Linked DNA regions of Rattus norvegicus: region 2 is linked to region 1. Evidence: chromatin contacts called from public Hi-C data. All regions are on one chromosome and are shown on one strand. The core of a region is the stretch at or near the end of the contact, and the rest is flanking DNA. Distances in the headings are between cores, read along the strand shown. Region 1 holds the start of Col5a2 (collagen type V alpha 2 chain). Region 2 has its middle 38 kb from the start of Col5a2.

Region 1 (3,666 bases), core at 370-2,869:
TTAGAAGAAATTTGATTTTTGTTCCTTATTTAACCCATTCATTAAGTGTGAGCAAGACAGCCATGGGAACAGCAGTATGTTGGTGAAAGAATTCACTAGACATAGACAGGTCTTGATGTCAAGTTATTCTCTATGGTACAGGGCGAGAAAGTTGTTTTGGGAACTTCTCCAGAGCCTAGCTCTACCTCTTTTGGATTTTTTTCTTTTATTAAGGAAATTAAACAGTAAATGAAGTTTTATATACCTATTCTAATTTTAGACTATTCTTTTTTTGTATTTATTTTGGGTTTAATTCATTCCACAAATAGCTGTATATCTGGTTTGTATTTTTTGTTTCATATAGATGTATTTTTTTCAGCATTTACATAATACGTTTTTTAAAGGTGATAGATTCTGCCTTTGTTTCCAGTATGCCATATTCCCTCCAATATTCAGGGTGTCTCAGAGTACCTGTTCAGTGCTGAGAAACTACGAAGACTTGAGTCATACGTGTTGTGTGTGACTTAATTCTGTTCCTCGAGAACTCACAATATCAAATGTATTAGACTTTTAAAAACACTGAGGGCATTTAAATCTTGTCAAGCTTGAGTAGGGCAAAAAGTTAATGACTTGCTCTTAAGAGACATATACAGCTGGGACTACCATGTTCCCTGGAAAGCTGGTGTGGGGGCTAATGACAGCGCCATCCACTTTTATGTAGCTCTTTGCAATTTGGAATCTAGTTAATAGCATATTACTCAGTTTAGTATCACCAGATCCTGCACACTCGTCAGGCCAAAGCCCCCTTTCCAACAAGAAAATTGGACAGATAAAGACTATGTATAAATTCACAAAATTGGTGAGTGGCAGATCTGATGTGGGAACCCACCCTTTCTGAGACCTAAAGCAGTGTGTTTTCCTCAGTCAACAAGCTTGGTGGACTTTTTTAAAAAAAAAAAAACACAGTAAAATGCTCTGTGACAAGGAGAATGTATAGCTATGTCTCCTTAAGCGACATGGAAGCAACTCAATGAAAAGGACCTCAAGTTCATTTTGAGTCGGGTGTATTCTGCCTCTTCTCTCTTCCAGAATCCTCTCACAGCATGAGAAAGGGAGCACAGTGAAAATCGGGACAAGAATCATTCCTCTGCTGTCAAAAGAACAGGTTAAAAAGTGACGTTTTAAAGGCTTAAGTGATGAAGAGAAGTCTGAATTATCTAAATGCAAAAGAAAAACAAATCCACTAAAAGGCTGTAATCCTCCCTAAAGCTTTTTTAGTGTCTCTGGAAAAAGTCAGTGGGTGTGTGTCTGGGGGAAGAGTTAGGGAGGGAGGAGCAGACTCCTTCTAATAGGCTTTCTTTTAAAAAAAGAGAAGAAAAGAAAAGGCATACACACTCAAACAGAAGAAGAAATAAAAGTTCGTCTCTGTTGGGAAGCTGCCTCTGCGCTTAAAATCTACAAGGAATACTGAAAACTCAAGTCGCAGAGTCCTGCGCTCTGATTTGGTTGCTTACCATCAATCAGAGGGTTGCTTGGCAGACACTGGATGGTTATGGGCCTGAACAAGCTGAAAGGGGCAGGAAAAGAAGTGGAGGCAGCATTCTTCCTATTTAAAGCTGCGTCGCTTGAAAAAAGTTTTCACAGACTCTGCTGGAGCTGGTGCTGAAACAGACTGAGGCAGCCCCTGGGACTGGTGCTGAAAAAGAGACCCCAGCCAAATTCATGGTGCTACAGTGACCTCCATATCTACTCTTCGATCCCAGGAGGACCCACATGTCTCATATTTAGGCATGATGGCAAACTGGGTGGTAGCAAGACCTCTCCTCATTCTTTTTGTTTTATTAGGGTACTGTGTCTCAATAAAAGCCCAGGAACAAGAGAATGGTGAGTTTGCCTTTTGCTTTGCTTATGGTGTTTATGGCTTGGTTTGGGAACTAGATGGAATGTTAAGCTTCAGGAGGAGCGTGAAGGGAAGACTCTGGTTTGAAGTTTGAGAAGGGGGCTGTAGGATTTGCACCTGGGAAACAGCTTGGCTCTGGAGACTAGGCACGTCTGCAAATCCGGAGCTTCTGTGTGTGCCCTGGCAAAAAGTTAGTTTCTGACATCCTCTAAGAGCGAGGATCCGATCAGTCCTTTTGCCCGAACGTAAGAGTGTGATGTTTAAAAGAAAAGAGTGCTTAACCGGAGGCACTTTTTAGTTAGAGGTCTGTTGTGTGGGCTGGCGCTTTCCAAGCTGGGAAAGCCGCCGCCGCCGCCGCCGCCGCCGCTGCTGCTGCAGAAGCAGGGCAGGGTGGAGTCTTTCCTGTTCGAACTTCAGCAGCAGTCTTTGTTTAGAAAAACCTCTGCAGCAACCCTGATAGTTCGGAGTTTCCTTTGTCTTTGCTCTTCATTCCTTTCTTTCCAAAGCTTTATCCTCCCCTCCTAACGTTTTCATCTCTGATCTTAAAATCTTGTTTGCTTACTGAGAGGGAGTCAAGTTTATTTCTTCATGACAGACGCTGATAGAAACCAGATTTCTTAAACTGCGGTACTTTCCCACCCTACTGACTTGATTATTGGGATAGTGTAGTTCCTGGGAGAATGGCTGAAGGCAGACAATCAGCACGCCTTATATATAACTTACTTGGAATAGAGTATTGAGAAGGACTTTTCCCTTAAATCCCTCCCTCCCTCCCTCCCTCTCTCTCTCCTTCCTTCCTTCCTTCCTTCCCTCCCTCCCTCCCTCCCTCCCTCCCTCCTTCCTTCCTTCCTTCCTTCCTTCCTTCCTTCCTTCCTTCCTTCCTTTCCGGTTCCCTTCCCTTCCCCCTGTTCCTTCTATTTTCCTTTCTTTTAAGGCATATCTTGCTTGGTTACTGTTTTCTTGTTTGTTTGTTTGTTTCCCCTGTGTGGGTTACATATGTTAGTGGTGAGTCATATTGTTAAGCAAAATGGCATGGCTACTATAGGACAAAACTTTAAAAAAAATAAAATAAAACGGGCGTCATTGATATTAACCTTAACTTTTGAAGATCGAAGTGTCAGAAATAGACACATTCTCACTGTAAGAGGCCAGCATAGATCTTCGTCACTGTTAGCATCAAACTCAAGCTTTCAAAACTTTGTAATGTGTTAACCATGTCTACTATTGTCTTTCTCATGTGTATATCCATCTATCTGTATATGTTTTTTTTCCTGCCTTTCTGAATTTTTCTCTAAAGATATTTAGAAACTATTTAGCAGTTTTAGAAATCCTATAACGTTCTGGAGATAAAATTCAAGTCTGTCAATAGTCCCATAGAGGGTGCACTTTTCTAAAATCTTGAAACTTTTAAAATCAGTTTCTATGTTTCAAAAAGAGAGGGAATTTATGAAGGGTGAAACGAATTTCCTCATAATGCCATGAAAAGTCTGTGTTGTTTTCAAACTGGAGAACAAAGAAGTCAGAAAAGAGGAAAGCAGACTGCAACATTAGGATAGAAGGAAAATGTCTGAGTATCAGTGAATCTGCTCACTCCCCTCCCCTACCAGAAAACCTACTCTAAAATATCTATAGAGACTTTATTCTCAATTTATATTAAAACGATGCACTTAACTTTTGTAAAGTACAAAAGTAATCAAATATGTATGTAAATGAAAATATAGGATGCTCAAAAGCTTTTGAGAATAGGTCTTGTGCTAAAACTCTCATCTAGGTCATTGAATTTATTC
Region 2 (3,769 bases), core at 544-3,043, 38 kb before region 1:
TGGATAGCCCATCACACCAGAAAAGCAAGATTTGGGATTTAAAAATCAAAACCACATCTCATGATGATGATAGAGGACTTTAGGAAGGACAAAAATAACCTCACTAAAGAAATACAGGAGAACACAGAGAAAAAGATAATATGGTAGTATACTTAAGTGACCCTGTAAACTCTACCAGAGAACTCCTACATCTGACAAATAACTTCAGAAAAGTGGCTGGATATAAAATTAACTCAAACAAATCAGCATCCTTCCTGTACTCAAAGGATAAACTGGCTGAGAAAGAAATTAGGGAAATGGCACCCTTCCCAATAGTCACAAACAATAAAAAATACGTTGCTATTACTTTAATCAAGCAAGTGAACTATCTGTGTAACAAGAACTTAAAGTCTCTGAAGAAAGAAATTGAAGATCTCAGAAGATGGAAAGATCTCCCATGATCATAGATTTTTCAGGATTTATATAGTAAAAATAGCCATCTTTCTGAAAGCAATTTAGAGATTCAATGCAATCCCCATCAAAATTCCAACTCCATTCTTCATAGAGTTAGGAATGACAATTTGCAAATTCATTTGGAATAACAAAAAGTCCAGGATATTGAAAACTATTCTCAATAATAAAAAAAATTTCTGGGAAAATCACCATCCCATTTTTATATCCTGAATGGTGTTATTCAATTCCTTCACATGTTTGGTTGTGTTTTCCTGTAATTCTTTATGGGATTTTTGTTTCCTCTTTAAGGGCTTCTACTTGTTTACCTGTGTTGTTCTGTATGTCTTTAAGGGAGTTATTTATGTCCTTCTTAAAGTCTTCTATCATCATCATGAGATGTGATTTTAAATCCAAAGATTGCTTTTCCAGTGTGTTGGGATATCTAGTATTTGCTTTGGTGGGAGAACTGGGCTCTGATGATGCCAGGTAGTCTTGGTTTCTGTTGCTTAGGTTCCTGTGCTTGCTCTAGCCATCAGGTTGTCTCTGGTGTTGGCTGGTCTTGCTGTCTCTGAAAGTGGCTTGCCCCTTCTGTAAGTCTGTATGTCAGCACTCCTGAAGACCTGTTTTCTTTCAGCTGGATCTGGGAAAAGAGAGCTGTGGGGGACCAGGTCAGCTCCAGATGCAGGCAGAAATCAGAAGGGTCCTATCCCAGACTGTTCTTGGGTTTGTGTCCTGAAGCCTCCATGAGGGTGTTTTGGAGGAGAATTGGTCTTATCTCTGCTCTCAGGTGTGTCAACCACTCTTGGTGCCTGACTTTTCTCCTGACTTTCAGTGTAGGAGAAATCAGAAGTTTCCTGTCCCTGACTGCTCTTAGGTTCCTGTGCCCAGAGGGCACAGAGGGCACCAGGCAGATTCCTCTTGGGCCAGAAATGTGAGCAAAAGTAGTTGTCTCCTCTGAGCTCTGAAGATTGCCTGCACTTCTGAGAGTCCAGTTTTCTCCCCTCATGGGATTTGAGTCTGGTGAAGCTTTTCATAATAGTAGAAAATAACAATGGCATACGATTTGGATGTCTAATACAAGTCCCTAATTCAGTTTCAACCATTTTGAATTCAAATTTAGAAAATATCTAATACATGATGTCAGATGAAAACTGGATTTGATTCAGATACATGAAGTACAGGCTTGGGTGAAGATTAAGATTTCAGAGTCCTCAGATGCAACCTTGAAAGCAGATAGCAATGCCTGTACTTAGAACAAGGTTGGAGTGAGCAGGGTTTTCAAACTGTTAAATATAAATCTGTTTCATTCTTTTTCTGTTCATAAAGAATAACAGTCTGGAAAAAAATGAGTGGAATGAGACAGGAGGGGTGAGAGAAATATGTGTGTGTGGTATGACACACAAGGAAAGCACGTAACTGTTTCAGAAGTTTACATTCACATTTCTCTCTCTCTCTCTCTCTTTCTCTCTCTCTTTCTTTCTTTCTTTCTTTTTTGGGGAAGGGAGGTAACAGAGGGAGCAGGAATGGGGAGATGAAGAGAACTTACAGTAAATGCTTTAATTTCTAACTGAAACGGCGAGTCTGCTAGATTGATTATTCTCTTTAGAACTATTTGGCCACTGAGACAGAAATGACATCACCAAACCCATCCCCGGCCGAGCAGAATGAGTCATGTGTTTCATCTGTTTTCACTTGATGAACATTTGTGGAGGGGAAAAAACCGACAGAGGAAGCCATTGAAAGGAGAAAACCAAAAAAAGAAGAAAAAAATCCAAATATGGTGAGCTGATTCGCCAGAACTGCAGCAATGTGGGCACTAACAACTGCAGTTCGGCTACTCAAGAAATAGTGCACTAAATCACTTGGAAAGCAGTGCTTAAACTTTTAAGCACAGATGGGTATGAGCCTAGAAGAGAGGTGAATCTCTATTTTCAAAACATGAAGTTGAAGATCTTGTTCACTGAAGGGAATCAACAATACTGCGACATCATCTGTTCTTCATAATGTATTTTCTCAGATTAACGTAAAATTCTGTTGATGGTTTAAATGTGTCTACTTATTTCTCTGGAGCAAGACAGGCAGGGAATGCAGAGTAAAGGGACTGGGCGGAGCTTGCTCTTTCTTAGGAATCTATGCCGAGCAGTCTGCAAACACTCCATTTCTTGGCAAATGTCCACCAGCAGATTTGTCCATGATCTGTTTGGAACTAGGGCTGTTAAATGCTGACCTTTATATCCCTTAACAATGGGAAGTTTATAGTTAGGCAACTTAATTTAGAAAAAAGAATCCCGATTTGGTGACTTTAGGCACTTTTCTAAAGTATGTGCATCAATAGAGTAGTGAGGCTCCTCATGGCTGTTGTGAGTGTGTACTTAACAGGCTGAAGATACATACAGAGATTTCAAATTGGAAAAGCTCAATTTAATTCTTATTCCTAACTAAGAAAGCATGTTGTTATCAAGATTTAATTGCATATTATTTCACAAATAGATATTAATGAAAGATTATCAAGAAATACTACCAAATTCTTCAGCAATAATAAACAAAGGACACAAAAAAGATTAATTCAGTCACTGAAATTCTTTAAAGATATGTTTTTAGTGAGTGAGTGAGTGTGTGTGTGTGTTGTATGTTTTGTGTGTGTGTGTGTGTGTGTGTGTGTGTGTGTGTGTGTGTGTTATCAGGGTGTGGGGGAATGTTGTGTATGTATTTGTGGGAACGTTTGTGGGTATGTGCATACCTGTTTGTGAGTGTACTCTGAGCTTAGAAGAGGGCATCAGATACTGTGAAACTGGAGTTACAGATGGTTGTAAGCTACCAAATATAGTGCTGGAAACCAAACTCAAAGTTCTCTATAAGAATAGTATGTGCTCTTAACCTCTGAGTTATATCTCCATTTTCTTCATTCACTAAAATTTATAAATACTTCAAATTAAATTCAATGGAGGATGACACATTGTTAAAATCAATTCTTTTAGCTATTATTTTCATACATGAGTATATTATGGGTTTTTTTTGCTCACCTAAAATAAAGCAAATTTATTGTAACTTTGGGAATATAATAATTCGAAAATGTAGTAATATTCAAACTATTAAACATATCATAACCTAGGCTTTCATAAGAAGGCTAAGGATGTTGTTTTAAAATATTGTGTTTTGATTAGCTCCATCTCTCCTCTCTCCTCTGCAACCCTTCCTATATCCACCCTCCTATCATTTTTGCTGACAACTTCATGGCCCCATTTTAAAGTCACTGGAGTCCACTCAGTGCTGCCAGTCTTTCATGAATGTAGTTTCATCCATTGGAACTTCAGTAACTTATTAGTGCAAAGAAAAC

What was found. Hi-C and Micro-C count contacts between places; a contact is called where the count stands out from the background.
Region 2: a Hi-C map of the A7r5 cell line shows a contact between it and region 1, with 1.8 times the contacts expected there. The contact joins the enhancer-like site here to the promoter of Col5a2 in region 1. A contact is called at or near these places in 3 of 12 Hi-C or Micro-C datasets (the A7r5 cell line, the Rat2 cell line and Schwann cells).

The regions. Positions count from the first base shown.
Region 1 is chr9:55,088,104-55,091,769 of GRCr8, reverse strand. It overlaps Col5a2 (collagen type V alpha 2 chain), which reads left to right and starts at 1,619. Exons shown (of 54, transcript NM_001399195.1): 1 at 1,619-1,863. The coding sequence starts at 1,770.
Region 2 is chr9:55,125,920-55,129,688 of GRCr8, reverse strand. No RefSeq gene overlaps it. Among named protein-coding and RNA genes, the nearest start is that of Col5a2, 38 kb to the right of the region's middle. Within about 2 kb of position 1,793, at least 13 of the 93 cell types and tissues checked have an H3K27ac peak or open chromatin away from gene starts, as enhancers often do. A contact at or near this core is called in the A7r5 cell line and Schwann cells, where this site is marked.